Linked DNA regions of Danio rerio: regions 2 and 3 are each linked to region 1. Evidence: chromatin contacts called from public Hi-C data. All regions are on one chromosome and are shown on one strand. Each heading gives the region's core, a stretch centred on a gene start, on an enhancer-like site or on the middle of the called end of the contact. The rest is flanking DNA. Distances are from core to core; before and after follow the strand shown. Region 1 overlaps itga6a (integrin, alpha 6a). Region 2 has its middle 12 kb from the start of itga6a. Region 3 holds the start of dlx2a (distal-less homeobox 2a).

Evidence for each region. A called contact is a pair of places that touch in the nucleus more often than the background predicts.
Region 2: a Hi-C map of embryo shows a contact between it and region 1, with 2.2 times the contacts expected there. The contact joins two enhancer-like sites. A contact is called at or near these places in 4 of 18 Hi-C or Micro-C datasets (caudal fin and embryo).
Region 3: a Hi-C map of embryo shows a contact between it and region 1, with 2.3 times the contacts expected there. The contact joins the promoter of dlx2a here to the enhancer-like site in region 1. A contact is called at or near these places in 5 of 18 Hi-C or Micro-C datasets (caudal fin, embryo and an unstated tissue).

What each region holds. Positions count from the first base shown.
Region 1 is chr9:3,477,041-3,480,387 of GRCz12tu, forward strand. It overlaps itga6a (integrin, alpha 6a), which reads left to right. Exons shown (of 26, transcript XM_005167411.6): 9 at 1,806-1,933; 10 at 2,375-2,464; 11 at 2,847-2,908. Among named protein-coding and RNA genes, the nearest start is that of cybrd1, 34 kb to the right of the region's middle. Within about 2 kb of position 2,076, at least 5 of the 62 cell types and tissues checked have an H3K27ac peak or open chromatin away from gene starts, as enhancers often do.
Region 2 is chr9:3,430,575-3,433,652 of GRCz12tu, forward strand. No RefSeq gene overlaps it. Among named protein-coding and RNA genes, the nearest start is that of itga6a, 12 kb to the right of the region's middle. Within about 2 kb of position 1,442, at least 28 of the 62 cell types and tissues checked have an H3K27ac peak or open chromatin away from gene starts, as enhancers often do.
Region 3 is chr9:3,413,357-3,416,885 of GRCz12tu, forward strand. dlx2a (distal-less homeobox 2a) reads right to left here and starts at 2,189. Exons shown (of 3, transcript NM_131311.2): 1 at 1,706-2,189; 2 at 968-1,152. The coding sequence starts at 2,030.

The DNA of each region.
Region 1 (3,347 bases), core at 826-3,325:
TATGGGCGATACAGTATACACTCACCGGCCACCTTACTAGTACCAGGTACCCTTTTGCTCTCATATCTGCCTTAATCCTTCGTGGCATAGATTCAACAAGCTACTGGAAATATTCCTCAGAGATTTTGGTCCATATTGACATGATAGCATCACGCATTTGCTGCAGATTTGTCGGCTGCACATCCATGTTGTGAACATGAACATGCTAAGCATGTCTGGGGTAAGATGGAGGAGGCATTAAAGATGAATCTAAAGCATCTTGATGAACTCTGGGAGTCCTGCAAGAACACTTTCTTTGCCATTCCAGATGACTTTATTAATCAGTGATTTGAGTCATTGCAGAGATGTATGGATGCAGTCCTCTGAGCTCATGATGGAGTCAGACACAATATTCATTCTGTCTCCACTGCAGCAGGACTTTATATTCTATACTGGACATTATTTCTGTTCAGTGATGAGACTTTAGTCTAAATAAAGTCAGACCTTTACTGTCCTAATTAAATCATTAAAAATCAAGGCATGATCATGTTTTATTTTGGTCAAATAAGCATAATCTAGAGGCCTTTGCCTCTTATATAAGCCACCTCTAATGCCAAATGATCAACTAGAAGCAGGGGCGCCCCCAAGGGGTGGCCAGGGGTGGCCACGGCCACCCTTGTGTAAACTCTGGCCACCCCTGTGGCCACCCCAATATGATAGTTGCTGATATTATTAATTTAAATGTATTTACTTAAATTCACAATACTTCAATAAATAAATGAATAAATAAAATGCAGCCACTAAATTATTGTGGATTGATCAGCACCACTGACGAAGCTGATTCACTGAGATTGCACACTTTTTATTAAGAAATTATTTTTGAAACGAGAAAGTTGTGTTTCATCTGATTGAAAACCACAAATCCAAAATAAATAACTAGATGCATTTTGAAATCTGCTTTTCAAAATTTTGTTGGGTTTTGTTTGGTTTATTAATTCATTCCTTAATCATATTCATTATTCATAATTCATCAATGTTAGACATGGCATATATTGTATGTTGTACAAGAAATAACTTACCTGATAGAGGTTTTAGACTAAATATTGATTTTTATTTGGTTTGCACTTGTACTTGCGGAATAAATTACATTATTTCAAGAGTAATTATTGGAATTCATTAAAACGTCATTATTTCTTTTACCAAAAACAAAAATATAACATTACTCCTTATTCACAATATATACACAATTCATAATTTTTTTATGTGCCACCACAAGATTTGTTATGGCCTTACTTGGCCACCCCTAAGAAAATTTTCTGGGGGCGCCACTGACTAGAAGTCTAGTTATTATTTGTTGTTTCTAAATCTTGGATAGGCGACAAGACTTTTGTCAGGTAGTGTAGTTTGTTTACTTAAAAAAGGGAGAAAACTCTTACAATTATTAAGTAAAGTCAACTAATTGCTTTTTACAGTGTGGTAACTTTCATAGTGAATTTTCTAGAAGCCTTTTTTCCTTAAAATATCATGTTTTCTGTTCATCAGAAGAAAGAAACTCAACTACATGAAGGATGAGGAAATGATGACAATAAAAATTTCTGAGTGAAATATCCCTTTAATACCATCCTAACACAAATACGTCAAATTAATTTAGTCAGTTTTACAAATTTAAGTGGATTGAACATAAAACTATTACATTGTCCCCTCAAAAAACGTAAGAATTCTGTCGATTTAACTCATTTTAAATGAGAAATTTTAACAACACAGCAAAATTCATTTGTTTGAGTGTGATTGCCAGTTTCATGCAAATATCTAACATTATCTTTCAGATACTGGAAGGCAAACAACACAACACTAAGATGTTTGGATATTCCCTTGCTGGAAATATGGACCTGGATCACAACTCGTACCCTGATCTGGCCGTGGGGTCACTTTCTGACACAGTTTTCATATACAGGTACCAAAATGCTAAATGTTCATGCTAAACGTACAATATGTACGATTGTTTCATTAAAGAGTATCCAAAAACCGCTAGAAGAGTGCTATGTTTTGCTGACTTATGTACTTGCATTGTCCTAATTGTTTTGAAGGATGTTCAAATCCATAGAAATTATCAATTTTAACTAGTGAGACGAAGCGTGTGCTGTGTGTTCATGCTAACAACGTCACACACCCACCATTTCTGGTTTGGTTTTCTAGAAAACAGCAGCAAGGCTTTAATGTGTTGTGTGTTTTATTCAACTGCACAGAGCAGCATTATAACTGATGCCTGAAATGTATTTAGTCTGATAAAACAGAGCTGCTCCTTCTCCGCATGATCAAAAGCTGAAGAACAGGAAGTGGTGGACTGTGGCATAATAAAAGCCCCCCCCTGTAGTAACTTCCGTCTTCTTTGCAGGTCCAAAAATGTTATCAGCATCAAGAAAGACATCAAGGTGACACCGAAGGAAATTGACTTGACGAAGAAAACATGTGGCAACAGTATTTGGTGGGGAACTGCTTAAACACACATTACTTACAGTTGAAGTCAGAATTATTAGCCCCCCTGTATATTTTTTCCCCAATTTCTGTTTAACAGACAGACGATCTATTCAACACATTTCTAAACATAATAGTTTAATCGAAAACAGATATTGACTAATATTGGCTAATAATATTGACCTTACCATGGTTTTAAACATTTTAAAACTGAAAAAAAAAGACTTTCTCCAGAAGAAAAAATATTATATGAAATACTGTGAAAATTTCCTCACTCTGTTAAATATAATTTGGGAAATATTTGAAAAAGAAACTGCATAACTGCAACTGTATATCTGTGCTAGACATCATAAGTGTACCATGTTTAGATATTAACGTGTGTTTCTTTACAGCTTGACAGTGGAAGCGTGTTTCTCCTATAGAGCAAACCCCGCAACCTACAACCCCAAGATCAGTGAGTGCTCTCATCATCTATTAGTTTAATATGATTTTATCTTAAGGTCTATTCACACCACAGACCATAACTATAATGAGATCTGTGATGATCAAAATCAATTTCAAGATGTTTGTTCAGTCAGTAAATGATTAAAGTTTTTCAATCAATTAGAATCTATCTGATCTCAAAAAGCTTTAGGATTTAAACATGGGTATAAATACAAGCATATAATATACACCAAGTATATTTAGTGGCACTTTTTTTTTTTACTATAGTAACATTTTTTTACACTGTCTTTGTATCTTTCCACTATAACCAAACATCTGTGATCGATTAAGTAGTGAAAAATCTTCTCTCGTTTAACCGTTTCGTTGTGCGTGCGCGAGACCTGTCAACACTCCCACAGACAGTCTCACGTCCTCTGCAGATCCAAAGAGACGCTCCTTTTTGGGATATA
Region 2 (3,078 bases), core at 192-2,691, 47 kb before region 1:
TGGAGGAAAACCTGGAGGAAAACCTGGAGGAAACCCATGCCAACACAGGGAGAACATGCAAACTCCACATAAAACATTTGCGATTAAAGTAACATTGAGTTAAAGGCTAAAACATTTGATGTCAAACTTAAAATGTACTCACTGGTACGTTCAACTAAGTAGCATTTTGGTAGCATTTAGATAGTCATGTTGTCTTCATGCTAGCTAAAATAGCTGCATTGAATCTGCAGTGTGGAAGTTCAATCCACTTGCTATGTTTACACTGAAAGATGTGAATTATATTTGTGCGCAAAGCTAAAATCTTGCATAAAACATTTGCAAATAAAGAAGAAATTTGATTCAATGAGATAAAGAGAACAAAATTGTCCAACTTAGGCTTATTTTGATTTTGTACCGCTATGTACTTTTCTGGAGAGAGCAAAATACATCCCAGCAGCTACGTTTTTTTTTTTTGCAGTTTTTGTTTTTGCGAATCCACCAGAGGCCCCTGTCTACGCATTTTGAGATCTCAAATTGTGTTGTTCTCATGTAAACGTTGTTTTTTGGCTTCTGTTTTTGTCTTGCCCGCTTTCTGGAACTGTTCCAGACTCAAACCCCGTTGTCATGGTCAACTCCTCTCTGTGTCTCAAGTCCACCGATGTACATGGTGAGCTAATTGGACAAACTCGTAACAGCGGTAAAGCCATCCGTATGGAGGTAAGTGGTCAGCTGTAAGTGAGAAAAGGAATGGCGTTATACCGCCCCATATTGTTCACTTCAAAAATGAAATGCAGCCGTACGTACTTCTGGCTACATAATTAGCGATCTCCAGAAACGTATACAGGGCTTTATTTTCAGAATGAGCCTATTAAATTAATTTAAAAAAATTAACCCAAAGTTTTGACCCAACAGCTGGGTTATGACAACTCAGGATTTATTTATTGTGCAATTATTGGTATTTATTTATTTATTTATTTATTTATTTATTTATTTATTTATTTATTTATTTATTTATTTATTTATTTATTTATTATTTAAGTACACAAAGACAGCAACTATAAACTGTGAACTTTCTGCTTTTTTTATTTAAACATGGAGGGCAGGTCTAAATATTTCTCAGTGGTTATCTATAATATTCCACACATGCGGTTGATAGAGCTTAACCCCTAATAAACTCTGCTTTAACACATGCCTTTGCATCAGACTCAGAGCATGCATGGAATTCTGTGAACAGCGGCAGATAAGAAGCCCACGATGATCACATGTGATAATTATTCGGACTGTATTCAGCGCATGTCTTGCTAACAGCTCACTCGAATGCCTGCACACACTTTTATAACTGCTTCTCGTTGGACTCAAGTATCCTGAAGTGAGAGATGCGTTTTACTGCTCTAAACAGCAACAAAAGGGGGGATCCCCCACAATCCCCTGCGTCACAGGCAGGAGCGAATGCCTGAGAAAGAATGCAGTGATGTCCCGATGCTCTGACATCCTCATTGTTCCGATCCTCCACCCCCATCAGTTATAAAGCAGAGCTGGGCTTTTGTGCCGCAGGATTTACAGCCGTCCACGCTGCACAAAAGAGCCCGCTCCCTGTCACAACACTGAGATTAAACTCAGCACTTCATGCAGGAAAACAGGCTTTTCATTGGACGTATATCACAGGCCACATGTTTTATGAATGTCTCTGTATGGAGCTGCGGTGCACATGCATGCATTCACTCTCCTGTTGTTGCAGAGTTCTGTATACACCATTTGGCCTTAGTTTTTTCTGCTGTCAAAACTGTGCCCAGATCATTTTTGCATCTGTGATTCAATGGAGTATTAACATTGTGGGTTTCTTTTCCCTAAAGCATAGTAAGGCTGAGTAGATCGTAAAAATTATTGTGCGACTCATCTTAATATGACAGTCTGTTTCACAGAGGCATCGTAGCTTATAGCACTTGAAACATGTCATAGATCTACAAGTGCTCTGGACTAATCGTTAAAGGTTCATGAAACCCTCGAGTACTTTTATTGAGATTTTAACAGATTTTTGTGTGTTGAGCATCAGTGAAGACAATGTTAGCACCTGTCAGCTTTAATTGTGGGGAAAACTTTTGAGCTTTTATCAGCTAATTTCAGCTTCCGGGTTTAAAATGATTTTTGGGGCGAATCAAAATCGGTGACGTAGCACAAAACTGCAAGTGCAAAGATGACGCGTCGGTTTCTCATTATTATTCATAGCTGAGTTTACTTATCCTATGAGAGAGCCGGCTTCCTAATTATTCATGACTGCACATGCTTTCCGAAGGCAAGGCAGACCTGCCAGTGCCAAGCTGTGAGACACGTTGATGACTGGGTGAGACCGCATGCATGGACCCACCACGATCCTGTCAGGGTCGATACAGCCATGCTGTTTGTGTGCTGCAAGCATTTTTGTCAGGAGAGCAGTACAAGAATTGGAGAATGGCGGATGTTGTCTTTTATGAGGAGTTTTGCTGTGCCGACCCCTGATTAATAAAGGGACTAAGTCGCTGAATAATTGAATGAATGAATGGTCTTAAACAGTCCTAAACGTTTTTGTCCTCATTGTGTCTTTTCAATACTTGCGGCTCATAAACTTTAGTGCCGATTCTCAGAGTTTTAGTTCAGAAACCCCCCAAAAGTGAGTGTTTAACTATGGACAGCTGACACCTGCTAGAGGACAGGTGGATTTGTGGGGGGTTCAGATAAGCAGACACACAATTTGTTTGTTTCTTCAGATTTCATTTAGGGATAGATCTCCAAAACATGTCAATTCTGTCATCATTTACTCATCGACTTGCTCCAAACCTGTTTGAGTTTGTTTCTTCTGCTGACCACAAAAGCAGATATACTGAAGAATGCTGAGAAAAAAACAGCCATTGACTTTAGTAGTATATTTTTGATGTCAATGGCTGCTTTTTCCTCAAACATTCTTTAGAATATCTTGTTTTGCGTTCAACAGAAGAAAGAAACTCTTACAGGTTTAGATCCATTTGAGTGTGAGGAAATGTTCATTTCAAAATGTTCACACGTTCAAGTGTACAAAAAACCTACCTGAGTTCATCGTTGGGTCAAACCAACTGGTTCATGTTT
Region 3 (3,529 bases), core at 939-3,438, 64 kb before region 1:
ATATGCAACAAATCAACCCCATGCGTTAAAATATTCATAGCATATATATATATATATATAGGCCTAAATAAAAATTAGGCTATATAAGCATGTTTTACAAAACATTTACAAAAAGATTGACTATGTGGGCTGGCTAACAATTTGTTATACATAAACCCCGACCTTAAGTTAAAATATTTAAACACTTAAAAACGCTGGGTTGTCATTAATTCATTAATTTTCCTATCAAATAATAATTAAATGACGCTTTTAACCCAACCACTAACTTTGTCCATATTTGAGCAACTTTGGGAAATGACAACCCAGCATTTGAGTGTGTGTATAAATATTGCTGACACTTTACAATAATGTTTCATTAGTTATTTAGTAACACGAACTACTAATTTATTAATACGAACTAACGGCTGCAACTAACACATATAACCTATTTTCATTAACTAACGTTAACTAGCATGAACAAATGCTAATAAATGCATTGTTCATTGTTTGTTCATGTTAGTAAATGCATTAACTAATTCAATCTTATTGTTAAGTGTAACCACACTGTAAATAATCCTGGTTGCCTTAATTTTTTAAGCTGAATCAAATTATGAATCCATTAAACGTATATTATGATAAACTGATTTAAAACAGCTCGCAAAACCTTTCAAATTAAGTTAGAACATGATTGACTTAGTTTACAATGACCTAAACAAACTGTCAGAACTAATTGCTAATTTATTTTACAGTGCAATATTTAATAGGGTGGATTTAAACAAAATGTAGCCATACCAACGCACAGTGTTTATAATAATGTTACAACTAAAACCAGTATGAATAAGAAGTAGGCTTTAGGATTAATGGTTTAATAGTTCTTAATATAATATAATCACAGGTTGATATTATTATTACCAATTAACACTTTAGAAATAAATTCATAATTAAACTATATGATGGCCGATATTTGATGTATATCAAGCTTTTGTACCTGTGTTTGCGTGAGGCCCAGAGATGCGGCCAGCTCAGCTCTCTCCGGCAAGGCCAGATACTGAGTCTTCTGAAACCTCCTCTGCAGGGCCGCCAGCTGGAAACTCGAGTAAATAGTACGAGGTTTTCGGACTTTCTTTGGCTTTCCATTGACCATTCGGATTTCAGGTTCGCTTTCTTCCTTTTCTGGGAGAGACAACAAACAAATGTGGTAAATGAATTGAACTCTAATGGAAACATTTTATATATGTATAATGAAACCTCTATGTGATGCAATAAACAATATTTAGATTTCCTATATTATACACACATAATAGAGTATACTATAGAAAAGTGCATATAAAAACGCAATGATTTATGTTTTGTAATAAACACTACAAGTTGTGTTTTGCGGTAAAGTTGGTTTTCTATTCACACAATCGGAGTTTATTAATAAGAGCCTATAATTTCAGAATATTATTGTTTGCAAATTTTAAATCATATTAGGAACCAATGACTATAAAAGTACAATCATGATTACAGTCAAATAAATTGTGCTAATGTTGTTTTGAAGTCATAATTACGTGTTAAGACCGAAGTACCATAGTAAACAGTATAGGTGGCATCCCCGAACGAATGTGCAAATATAAAACCAACTTTACCTTAATAAGTTGTGTTAATACACAGTAACTTTGCGATTTTAAATTAATTACAGCGATAATTACTCATATTGGTTAATATCAACCACATAGATCATTACCAGCATCTGCAGGAGTTGGTGAGGAGCAGGAGCCGTAGGTGCCGTAGGGGCCGAAAGCGTTTCCGAAGCCCAGCTCGTATGATTTAGTGTTGTACTGGACGCTGTTCATGCTGTTGTTCTGGTACTGGTAAGAGCTGATCTGGCCGTACGGAGAGCCAGCGCACTGCTGGTTATTATTATTGTAGTAGCTGCTGTCGGTAGCGGTGGAGACCGGAAGAGTCGGCGATTCCTGGGACTTGTGCAGACTGTGGTAACTGCTGGAGGTAATCTGGTTCGAATGCATATCTGTACTGAGGCTGTCAAAAACTCCAGTCATGTTTTTCATACCGCAAAAGCACACTTAAAAGCAAGTCCAACGACAGAGTGAAGCCATAAAAAAAATCTTCAAAGGCGCAAAACTAAGTAGGCTTTCTGAGTTCTGTTGCACTATTCCACTTTGGAAGAAAACAACCGCGACGCAAAGCAGAACTGTGATTGTCTGTCAGCAGAGATGCGGGAGGACGGACATTTATCGCGCGTCATGGGGGAGGATGAACTTGTGCGCGCGAGGCAGCCAATGAATGCGGGATACAGCTCGCATATGCATGTTCATGAAATGTGTGGCGATGGTAAACTGCAACGCTTCGTGCTAAATGAAAACACACTTCGCAGTGACCTTGTTTAAAAAATATTGACAAACATTTTAATGCGTGGTCAATCATGAATTCAACAGTCTATTAATTATACTTTAAATATTATATATTTATATAAATGTTACATTATTGCGGTGTGCGTTGGTATACATTTTGCTTTAAATCAACCCTTTCTATTAAAATAAATACACTGTAATAAAAATGTTGGATGACAAAACTGGTCTTTTTGCACTTGCTGCATAATGTTGCACTTGTATTTGATGGTCTTTTATGCCAAAAATCATCAGAATATTAAGTAAGATCATGTTTTATATAGATATTCTGTAAATTTAATACTGTAAAATATCCAAACATCATTTCTTATTAGTAATATGCATTGCTAATTTGTTTAAATATTCAGATTTTTTGATAACTCAGATTACAGATTTTCTCATGGTCATATCTCTTCCAAATATTGTTCGATTCTGACAAAACACACGAATAGAAAGTCTACTCGTTCATTCATTAATTCATTTCCCTTTGGCTTACTCCTTTTATTCATCAGGGGTCACCACAGCGGAATGAACTGCCAACTTATCCAGCATATGTTTTACACAGCGAATACCCTTCCAGCTGCAACCCAGTACTGGTAAACATCCATGCATACTTATTCACACACATAAACAACAGCCAATTTAGCTTATTCAATTCACCTATAGCGCATGTGTTTGGACTGTGGGGGAAACCGGAGCACCCGGAGGAAACCCACGCAAACACGGGGAGAACATGCAAACTCCACACAGAAATGACAACTGACCCAGCCAGGACTCAAATCATGGAGCGACCTGCTAATGAGGCCACAATGCTAACCACTTTATTCAGATGATCTTAATTAAAAAAAAAATACAGTTAATTATGTATATTTTTGTGGTCCAGGGTCACTCATCTATATTCGGAAACAATTGAAATATGTAAATCAGTCTACCAACTTAAGCGGATTTATAAACAAACATTTTAATCAACAAGGCATCACAGTTGACTGCGTTTGAAGAACATTTAACGAGCAAAGAATACTAAATTACTATAGTCAGTGTTAAAATTATATACATCAAGTTCACATGTTTCTTCCTTAAATAGAAAAGTGATTTAAACTCAGTAATTAGACTCGTTTTATTTTATTTTTGCAGACTTGTTTCTTAACAGTGAGGAAAAA